2 separate regions of the Anser cygnoides genome follow, and region 1 is linked to region 2. A link is a contact called in public Hi-C data. All regions are on one chromosome and are shown on one strand. The core of a region is the stretch at or near the end of the contact, and the rest is flanking DNA. Distances in the headings are between cores, read along the strand shown.

The links. A called contact is a pair of places that touch in the nucleus more often than the background predicts.
Region 1: a contact with region 2 is called in a Hi-C map of fetal liver, with 1.9 times the contacts expected there. The contact joins the promoter of TNFRSF19 here to the enhancer-like site in region 2. A contact is called at or near these places in 3 of 7 Hi-C or Micro-C datasets (fetal liver, granulosa cells and liver).

The regions. Positions count from the first base shown.
Region 1 is chr1:191,947,476-191,953,187 of Taihu_goose_T2T_genome, reverse strand. TNFRSF19 (TNF receptor superfamily member 19) reads left to right here and starts at 2,947. Exons shown (of 10, transcript XM_013188218.3): 1 at 2,947-3,470.
Region 2 is chr1:191,806,090-191,811,897 of Taihu_goose_T2T_genome, reverse strand. All of the region lies in intron 10 of MIPEP (mitochondrial intermediate peptidase), which reads right to left. Among named protein-coding and RNA genes, the nearest start is that of MIPEP, 19 kb to the right of the region's middle. Within about 2 kb of position 4,212, at least 1 of the 3 cell types and tissues checked has open chromatin away from gene starts, as enhancers often do. A contact at or near this core is called in fetal liver, where this site is marked.

The DNA of each region.
Region 1 (5,712 bases), core at 1,698-4,197, 140 kb before region 2:
AATAGCTGCTTTAGGCTTGGCTTGTTTTTCCTAAAAACTCCTAAAATGGGATCTAACCTGCCTAACTCACAAGCTTTGTCTAATTCTTGCCTGACCTTTAGGAGAAAAATGAAGCAACCTCCTTAAGAGCTTGAGGTCTAATAGAGAAAAAAGAAAAATGTTAGAAAAAATAATAAAAGCCCACTAAATATTTCTCAAGAAAGAGTCTTTTGAAAAGTTTAAGCAATGAATTAGGCAGACAGCATCTCCCTCTGCAGGACTCCAGAGACACCTCTCTCTCTCTGGTTTCACAGAGAAAACACAGGCACTTTTTCTAGAACAGCTTTTTAGATACCTAAAAGTTTAACCGCAAGTTGAATACCCAGTTTCAGTAAGTTCAGGTCAGACTCTGGCCCAGTAATTTCAGTGATTAAAATCAAGCATTTACTGAGTCGTCTAATGGATTTTTATCAGACCACTTGTGCCTGAATGTTTTGGTAGATTTGTAACCTCAGGAGGAAGCAGGAGCTGATGATCAGATGGTCCAAGTGAGTGTTGTCTTATACAGGTTCTGCTTCTGGCTCGGGTGCTCATCTGCTGCATGCCTTATACGAATCACAATACACATGTTATCCTCATTATACATAAGGTGAAAAGATGATTATCAATCTTTGGGTAAATATTGAATTATATAGACTACTGTTATTTCTACTGCACACTTCTGATCAAATTTTGGAGAAGTCATAGCATGGGAAATAGCAGCTTGATCAGGCTGCCAGGCTCCACAGTGAAAAATAGCGTCATGAATGCAAAAAGCAATGCTTAAGCTTTAGAAGGTTATATTGGTAATAATTAACCTCACTTCTCTTTTTGATATGTACAAAAGAAAGATCAAAGACCTCTACTCGAGACCTTCAGAACTTGCTTTTACTGAAAACCCAGAGAACTAAAAGGTACTTTCTGTGAAGTTTCATTTTTCTTAATGAAAAGCACCTTTGAAATGAACAGAAAAGGGTTATTTCAGTTCTGTACAGCTCACCTGCAAATTTTACTTCAACATAAGCACTTTCAGTTTTATCATGAAAGCAACAAATGGACTGTTATCAAGAAATCTTTCTATGAGTAGGGGGAAGTTGTATGTCAGATGAGTGCAAATTAATGGCAAAATAGAAGTAAGCAGCTTGAATAATTCTCTTTTATTTGAAATAGTTGGAAGTGGGAATTAGAGAAAGACAGAAATTTATGGTTTGTTTACATATTTTCCCAGCCGTGTATTCCTGAAAGTCGATTCATTACCTGCATGGCACTCCTTTGTACCTGCAACATCTCACCTCCATCTCAATTACCTGCGCATCCCCCAGAGGCCTACCTGGATAGCTGATCCAAAACAACACTTAAACCATGTCCAACTAGCAACAAGGCCACATCATATAGCACCGCACAGAAGGATCTCAGAGCTTTTTGGAAGTGATTGCTCTCACTGGGGCTTGCAGTGCATCTGCCCACAGTACATCACGCAGCCAGCAGAAGGCTCCCTCATCTACCAAGTGCAGCAGCACAGCAGCAGAGCAGCAGCAAAGCAGCAGCACCACAGCAGCCTGAAAGTGGAGGGAGGGCTGAGGGCAGCAGGATGCAGCCCCAGACTGTGCAGAGTGGGGCAGGCCTCTTTCTTCAGCCTGCAAACAGGGCGCAGGGTGAGGAATCTCCACCAGACACTTACTTCATCGCTTCCGCACTCGGCTATCCAGCGCCCATTATCTGCTGATGGTTTGCTTTTGCTTTTATCGCTCAAGGCAACCATGTTTCCTCTTTTCACTTTTGCCTTTTAAATGAATTCTCGGTTACTCAGTGTGCAAATATTTGCAGGGATCTACCAATGGCTACCAGTCGACGGCCTCATATCACTTTCATCTCCACATGTGGTATACCCAAAGTGTGGGGTATAGATTTATGGGAACTGCAGTGATATCTTCAGGATGGCTGATTATCCTAAAAGCCGTCCTGCTTGATATTTGTATGCTTTATTAACAGCTGAAGCACAGAGGGTTGAATTAATCTCTGTGCCAAATGCTAGCTTTGCCTCCAATCAGAGAAAATGAAATTCAGTTGTACATTTCTTCAGCTCTTGCTTGAAAATTCTTGCTTGCTTGAAAATTCTCCTGCTTTCTGCGGCTGCACGGGCTCCTCCAACAGTTCTTGAGACCACGAACTGCAGCAGCACAGTGAATGTCTGCCAGTAGCCTTTTATTCCCCCCAAAGCCTCTTTCTGCTGACAGCGTAATGGTGACCACTTCGAATCTATCCCAGCTAAAAAAAAAATGCCCTCACACTAAAGAGCTTCTGAGAGTTACTTACAGCAGCTTTATGGCTCATTTACGTAAAGGAATCATGAGCCACAGATGAATCAGGCCCAAATAAAATGATTTGCAAAGGCCACACATTAAGCAGCAGGGAGGACACAAACCAGGGAGTAAGAGTAAGCTCTATTGTGCTTGCTTTTGCCAATGAAAAGAAAAAAAAAAAAAAAAAAAAAAAAAAAACAGTTGCAGTGCACAAAATGCACCACTTCCTCCTCTCCAAACCTCAATAAAGAGACAAGCAAAAGTAGTTTTCTGTCATCTCTAACAGCTGCCTAGCAAACTGACCTGCATGTCTGACTTCCAGAACTTTATGGAAAATTGTAACTTCCTGTAGCAGGCAAAATTATAAAGCATCTTTTTAAGAAAACCTTATAGCTACACTATTCTCCCTTCTTGGGAGGAAACTTTAATATAATGAAAACTTTGAAGTGAGCCTTGGGTTTGTTACAATGGACTAACCTGATTAGAAATCATGCAAACTCTTGTTGCTCTTTAGCTGTATTCCCCCACAGGCTGTATTATAGCTCTCTAACCAGTCCCACAGCATTGAATGATGTCATGGGATCTGCAGCTCAGTGAGATGAAAGGGATAAAGCGGAACCCGCTGGCACTGGGGAAAGCTTCCAACACACAATCCACAACACAGCTTGGGAACTCAAAAAGCTACAGATCCAGCCACTCAACTCTAAGCATGTCAGAATCGTGTGCATTCTCCCAGCACAAGAAAGAAAAGGGGGGAAAAAAAAAGCCAGTGATCGATTTTTAACAAAAGAACGAGACTACTGAAAGGCAGAATTTAAGAGTACAACTACCTGCTGGAGAAAAAAAGAGCTCTTTTTCCTCTCCAAAGCACTGCCTTTGATGTATGGCAACTGATCACTGATCAGATTACAGGCATTTGGTCTCAGTGCTCGTCTGCCTTTGATCTGCATGGTTAATTTTATTTTCCCGGATTTGGAGTTTCGTCTGGGCTTGTGCTGACATACTTTTTTTTCTTTCTTTCTTTCTTTCTTTTTTTTTCTTTTTTTTTTTTTTTTTTTAAGGAGGTGAAAGCATTTAACACAGAAGCTCTGGCAGTGTGAAATTAAGTTGCAGAAAGTCTGGGCATTGGAAAACTTCATCATATAACAGGTACTGGATTTCGTGGTTTTTTTTTTTTGCAGTTTTGCTTTGCTTTAAGAAATAAGAGTTCACAAACAGTGCTACTGCATGTCATTGTGTGTATATAGTTAGAAAGACTATATATAATTTATGCAGCATTTTTATTTGCAACTCACGCAGAATTATATGAAAATAGAGTACCTAGAATATATAGACAATTAAAAACTGAAACTAAATCGAATTTGTTTCAATATTTGGGGGGGATGTATAATATTTCGGTGTGCACTGCTCCTTCCAACTGTCTGTAGTTCTGTAAAGTGATATTCAAATAGAAGCATTACAGAACTTAGAGGAATGTTTATTTTCTGAGAAAAGACCAGCCATATTTCCTACATTTTGTATATTTATTTGCTTTCAGTGTGTTTATTAAAGCCTGCCTTCTTCAAGCAACACTTTTAATCCCACTAGTTGCATACTTGAGATGAAAAGGCGTCCTCTTGCACAAGTTATTAGAACTACATTTATAAATATCACATCCTTATATACAGAAGAGATTTTTTTTTTTTATTTTAACTAGATGTTAGTTCAACTATCAAATATGAAAAGAAATCTTGATAATAACATTAACATTTTAACTTGATGATAGAAGTTTCCTGTAAGGAATTTTAATAAGGATATTAAAGAAATCTCTAGCTTATCTAGAACAAACACCTGGTTTTGCTGAATTCCATGGAAGCTTTGCTACTATTTCAGTGAAGCAATTTCTCTTCACAATATTTTATATTCTGTTCCTCAAATTCATATATTTGAATATGTAATGTTTAAGAAAATCAAAGACATCTACTCCAGAAATTCACTCTAAAGAATCATTAGAAGAGTTAGGATTATTCATTATACTTCAGCACTTTTAAAGGGTCAGACTTTTTTATGAATTTGGGCCAAATCTGTGAGTGTTCTGTGCCTGTAGCTGAAGCCAGGCTCTTAAAATAAGACTCAATCCTCTTCTGTAGGTTTTTTAAGATAATTTAGATTTTCAGAAGAACTTAGAACACATAACTGGGGCGAGACCTGCAAAGAAGTTCAATATTCCAGACACTGAGCTCTTTGAAAATCGAGCCTTAATGATGGACAATGAGTTCTTCTGAAATACTGACTTTAAATAACTATGCTTAAATCTAAATTTAGGTATATGCACATTTTAAGCACATCTACTTATTAATAAATTGCAGCTAAAAGACAGCAAAACTGATAGCTGCTAAGCATTGCCAGGACTCTGTTCCTTAGGACATCTACCAATCCAGGACCCTCAAGATGTTCATATTTCATGATACAATATAGTAACATGGAAAACCAAATTTTAGCAGTCTGCTTGCATCTGAATAAGATCATCAGCACTTCCAGATGAATATAGTCAGCTTTCATTAGTCAGTCTGCAAACTTTGTTTCATTCTAATTAAAAGTATGTTTGTATATATAAATTTAAAATTTACTGAATATCAAGAGATAACATGCCAGACACAGATTAACTAGGCCTGACTTGGTATCATTTACTTTTCTTTACCACCAATTAATTCATATTCTGACTTAACAAGTCAATTATATTATAAGGAAAGTAATTAGCTCTGCATGAATAATGTGTGTATAGCTGTCAAGGAAGAATATTGTCGAAGGCATAGCCAAAGCAAAATTTAGAATTTTTCTTTAAATAACAATGATGTATTGAAGGATGTTTCTGTAGCTCTGAAAAGATGGATTTATTTGCTAACTGTATTAACTAAATCTATACTTCACTGATGAGCCAATCTTCCCTTGATTGTTGCTGGTTTTCTGACATGTACATTTATTTTCTGAGGAAAATTGTTTTTAAACCATACCTGTATCTGCTGTAAAGTAGAAAGAGAAGCAAAGAAAAAAATAGTGTGAGGATTCTTTTAGTTCTCTTCAGAAGTCAAAATAGCTGAGCCAAGTACATTTAAAATGTCACTGTAAGGATCTGACCCTACAATCACAGAAATGAGTAAAGATGCTCACAGAAGTAACACTGCTAATCAGATAGGTTACACTGTCAAGGAGGACTTAAATATATAAATATTTGCAATACTCAGGTCTTAAAACTGCAGTTAGGAAATAAAGATTTCTTCATTATGTAAAAAGTCCCTAGGATTTTAGGTAATCTTCCCATTTATTTAAACACAGATGGGCGTTAACCGGTTTAAACTGAAAAATATCTTTGTCTGTATGTGAGGCAAATAAAAGCACAGTTGGACATACG
Region 2 (5,808 bases), core at 2,963-5,462:
ACAGAGCATAAGGATTCAGACTCAACAATTGCAAATTAGCTGCTTGGCAAGAATTCTTATCAGTGGCTATTAAATGCAGTCCTGGATATTTCCTTTTTTTTTTTTTTTTTTTGAGAAAATTATCCTGTTGACATCCATGAAAACACAGAGCACTAAGTTAACTATCTTTAATAAAACAGATTTTCTCAAAACTTTCAAAGAAACTTGGAAAAAAAAAACTTGTTAGTAGAAGATAAAAGTAAGATTAACCCCTCGGGTTAACTTAGAAAGATCAAGACAAGGAAAACCCCTTCCAATTTTCACTACATGCCAGACTATGAAACTTAATTCTTTACCTGAAGGGAGATTCTTAACCATGATTTATAGAAGACTCTGTATTTTTTAAAAATCATAATAATAATAATAATAGAAAATCTTTGTACTCTCATCAGCCATAAACTAGCACCTGTATCTTACCTTATCCTTTTTCTCTTCTGTTAATTGTACTTCACAGAATATTTTGGAGGAGGTCAGGGGGTAATTCAGAATATTGGTTTGCCATTGACACTGTATGTGACTTTTAGATTTGACTTTATTTTCAAATCAACAGCAATTTCTTTGTTCTTCTACAATGTTTCGAATAAACAATTCTCGAAACTTAAATTCTGCTTTTGTACTACTCAGCATGCAAGTAACATATCTGAAAGTCAGGAGGAATGATCACTGATTTTAAAATTTCTTATAATGTTTTTAAAAATATTATGCTTTGCCTGTATTACATTAACTACTTCAACTACTTCTTCAGAAAAGAAAATAGCAAGCTAAGTACTCAGCAATAACAGGAAAAGCAAAGGTAGCAAATTACTTGCGAAACTCCATTACTAGGATCCTTCAAAACATTTAATATAAACCACCACCAAGTAGTATCTTCTACAGTAAACAGCAACAGAAGTCTGAACACAAAGCAAAACTTACAATTTTTGGAGCCCTTCTCACAATCACAGTATGTATTCGTTAGATGACCACTCTCCAATGAAAAATACAGCAAGGCCCTTTCGGTAACTTTCATGTTTTCCTCCAAAACCTTTAGTCAACCAGCTTAGTGATTGGTAAGTTAAATATACTTTTTACAATTATACTAGTTGATTTGATAGAAGACTTATCTTGCTTACAGTTAGATAGTTAAAGAATGTTTCCGTTCTCTACAAGCAATTTGTTTGAAAGATTTCCTGTTTCTTTTTAAATTTTGCAATATTTTTCCATTTCAGTGTTCAATTTGAACAGAAGTGACAGTTTTCTTACAGATTCCACAAAAGGGTATGAGCTATTTTTCCACACGGTATTCCTTACAGAGAACATTCTTTTGTAAAACCAACAATAATGCAGTGGCAGTTTTTAGTGTATATGCCTTTAGAAAAATCCAGAGCCTTGTTCAGGTACCTTGGTACTACCCCTGCTCCTGAAAAACCAAAGTGCTGTCTGCTCCCCCTCAAGCATGTACAGTCCCAACAAGAACAGAATTATTCCTAGTTTCTGCTGAGCTCATCACCCCAGGATCCAAAATGCCTCTAGTTGCGGTGGTGGATTCTCCTTCCTACCCGGCAGGAAACTGGTTTATTTTGGTATTGATTTGTTCATCCCCAAGGCCAGTCTTAATTTATTTCTGCAGTCCCAAAGCAACGGACCAGCACGGAGTACAATACCCTGCGAACACATCCCAGTTGCTACTTGAATCAAGTCTTTGACAGTTTGGCAAAAATCTCAAAAGTGAATTATAGCCAACCAAGTCAGCCCAGCCTCAGAAGCAACAAAGGTTAGGAAAACAGGAGCCAACACTGAATATTCTAAGCTCACCACTGATGGTTCTTAGGAACAGTTTTGCACCTCTGTCAGAAGCAGCTTAGTACAGCCAGCCCCACCTTCAAGACACACAGCTGACCGTGAAAGCTCTCTTCCACCCCTTTTTTTTTATGACCCTAAAGAAATCAGAAAGGCTACTATATCTGTGCAGGATCACGGCCTTGAGAATTACTTATAACTGCAGTAGCACTTACTGAGAAGTAATGGGATTTAATTAATACTCCGGTACTTGCCTGCGCTAAAACTCAAGGGCAGTATTTTATAATATACATTTTAGACAGACATCTTCTTACTTGTTAGAGGCTGAAGCATGTTCTAGCATTTACTGTTTTATTACACATAGCCTGCCAAAATTCTTGAGGTTCTCCTAATTACTCTATCTGCTTTTAAGATACTACTACCATGGATTTTCAGACTTTTGTCTCCAGTTTCTGTCAAATGTACACTTATACTGACATCTATTTTCTGTGCCACTTAAACTAGAGCTACAAAAACATTGTGCTGCTTTAAGTGTGGGTTTAAAGCCAGAGATGCTACTTAACATAATTTTCCAAAAAAAAAAAAATTGGAAGTAAACTATCCTGTTACCATTAATGGGAGACTTACTCTTTGAAGTGGGATCAAGTTTCCAGGGAAAAGACTTGGTGAAAGCTGACAGAAACAAAATTTTTGTGGATGAGTTTATAGAAAGAAAAACGTGCTTTGTGAGTCAAGTCTGGAGCTCCTCCTGCTGTTCACCCCACAAAACAGCAGGAATATTCCATAAAAAATGAAGGAGTAAGAAGAAAATAGAAGCAAACTGATATGACAGCGAATACTATCAAAATTCAATAGTCCAAGTGCATGTGAATACCCTACATTCTTCAGAAGTAAATATCCAGCTCTTAAAACTACTTCTGAGGAATCTAACAAAGGCTTTGTTTCCTTAAGCCTTTTCTAATGCAGAATAAACATGCTTAGAATAAACTACATATACATACATTTAAAATATACAACATACAGATAAAAAATAAACACATCAGAAAAATATCATGGATTTTAGTGCAATTTGAGAAGAACTGATGTAGCTGACCAAAATCTGGAGAAGAAATAAAAAAATAAAGAAGTAATAGATCATATCATGATCACATTGTCGTCCAGTGTTTCCCCACAACAATTTTGTGTGAAAATATGCTTGTACAGACCAAAATAGGGAACAGTGTAGCTACTTCAACAGACATAGGCACTGTCCCATCTAATATTTCTTTCATCCCTTAGAGGCACATATGTGACACACTAGAATGTTGCAAAGTTACTTAATCAAAAACTAAAATCCCGTAAATCCTTGGCTTTATACCTAGGTTGGTAAAGATAGCCATCTTACATACCCGACGGTATCTAGGAAATTGGTTCCTTACATTAGCTGGAGCCACAATGATAAAAGAAACACCCAAAAGCATGCATTTGCTTCCTTTTAAACAGAAACATTTACTAAGAAAGTCAGAATATAAAATGAAATTCATAGCAATACAAAAATCCACCCCACAAACTACTATGGAGCCCCAAAACATAACAGAGACGAAAATGTAAGCTATGTGCTGCACACAGTACTATTACACACCTGACCATGTCCATTCTGTAAAAGGCACCAAGCTAAAAGTAAATTTCTTAAAAACAGAAACAAACAACAACAAAAAAACACTCAAAGAACAAAATTGTTCATCTACTAAACAAAGAATAACAACAATGGAAGAAATTCATATCAGATAAATCTTGTTTGAAAACATATTTTGTTATTAAGCAAAAAAAATAAGATACAGTAAGTACGTTTAAATAAATTATTTTCTAAATAAATAAAATGAAACATGATACCATTAAAAAAAAATCAAAAAGGATAAATGATTTTCCCAGGGAAAAAAAAAAGGAAATCAATGTTACTCAGAGACATCATTTTGTATTACAAGTTAATTGGCTCGGTTAGAAAGGGAGAGAAACAACAAATAGCCAAATCAAACTCCTGCCAGTAAGAAGCTTTGTGACACACGGTTCTCATCTTGCAGTTCCTGAAGTGTTGGCCTGAAAATACCATAACATCCGAGGGGAATTCAGGAAAGGGTGTCATGAGAGGTAAGCACAAATACAAGACAAACAAGGTGTAAGGTATAAGAAGACACTTAAATAGATCATAAGTTGCAAATAAAACAGGGAAAGGGCACAGATGTGCAACAGCATATTCCTGTCCTCTGGCTGTTGTATGAATAGTCTCCAATTCCTGGCTAGTTTCATTCATAAAGCACAGCTACTGATAATTTGCAACGAAGAACTGAGCTTTCCTGTTAGGGGCTGATTATCTATTAGCCAGTAAGTTAAATATCTACAACAGGGGCAGAATGAACGTGAACCATTGTTAAGACACTGTCAGATCAGAAACTTTTCCTGAACACACAGCACTCAGGTAACAGGACTGTAAAAGACCAAGCTCTTGGTTTTTAGCAAAACACCGCTGCACACGATGGAGAGGAAAAGTGCTTTTCCTTCCCTGACTTGTAGATGCTTGTAACAGCTTCCAGAAAAAAATACTCCTGCCCAACCCAGAGGGAGAAAAAGGCTGGGCCCCAATCCTGCACTGTAATCAGGGAGGAACTACATATGTTTAGGAGATTCTTCACACAGACACAGCTGCCAGACTTGCTGCCTTAATTAATAAAACAGCAAATATACACTACCGATGTCCTGGTTTGTTTAAGCTCAGTTCTCCCTTCGGAAATCTACCAGACTATTCTTGAAATAAAGTAACTTTTACAGAGCTCCATAAGGAAAGGAAATGCTTTTCTTCCTAGTGCCAAAATGGGCAGAATAATCTATTTGTAATCATTGGCAACTCAATTACAAAATGACTAGCTTCATTAGAACATCTGTGAAGGACAGTAAGACAGTAAGAGAAGGTGCTCCTCCCAGGAGGAGAAACAAACTCTGAGACTTCTACACTTAACATCCTAACCTGTACGGGGCACACTAAGTCTAAAGACAGGGAGACACACTGTAGGAACATAGAAAATAAATAGGAAACAAGAAAATAAATTTCACCAACATCCGACAGTAATGGTGAGGACTACGCATCAGAATGTAATTCTTACTTTCTGTTTTGAAGACACCAAACCACCAGGCAAAGACCTGTAAGCTACAAGACAAGACAGTACCTTGAACAAGTGCCACAGTGATCTTCCACAGATCACTATTCCCTGCGAAGAGATTCAGAGCTAGGTGCACCTTGACTCCTCCAGTATGGTCACGATTTTGTTCTCACACTCACAGAACTACATTTGATACCTGTCCAGTTTAAAAGAAAAACTGCCACTTCCCAGACCACACCATCAACAAGCGATCTGCGCGTATGCTGTGGAGTGCTGCATGCTCTAGGATCAGCTCCAGTGAACTAACTCAGAAGCCAAACGTCCCTCACACTCCCCTGCATAGTAAGGTCCATGCATGTTGCAAGGACATGAATGTTGCTGCACATAAATATATCAGCTCCTCTCTGAACGTGTGGTAGCTAAAGACAAATCCAGTATCACACCTGCTGCTCATAAAACTATTGCCTTGGTATCAAAGTACAAGAAAGTTGTGAATCAGCCACGGCAACTGGTGTAAATCCTTCCATAATGCCACGTCTCTACTATCGCAGCTTTCTGATCCAGAGCAAACTTCTTCCTTTATCAGATACTTCCAGACTCAGTTTATTCAAAAAACAAAAACGTACAAATCTGCAGTGAAGGCAAGATTCTTCCTCCTCCTCTTGCAAGAGCAGCACAATTTTAAATTACCTTTTATAACACAAATCTGAAAGGTCACCACTGCTGATCTAATAAACACAACGTGCAGGGTTCGTGCCTTTCAGAGCTGGCATCTCATTACTTGCAAGGACTATTTAAGTTTGTGTTGCAGACTTATTCCCCAATCTTTGCAAGAGAGATGAGAATGAATTCTACC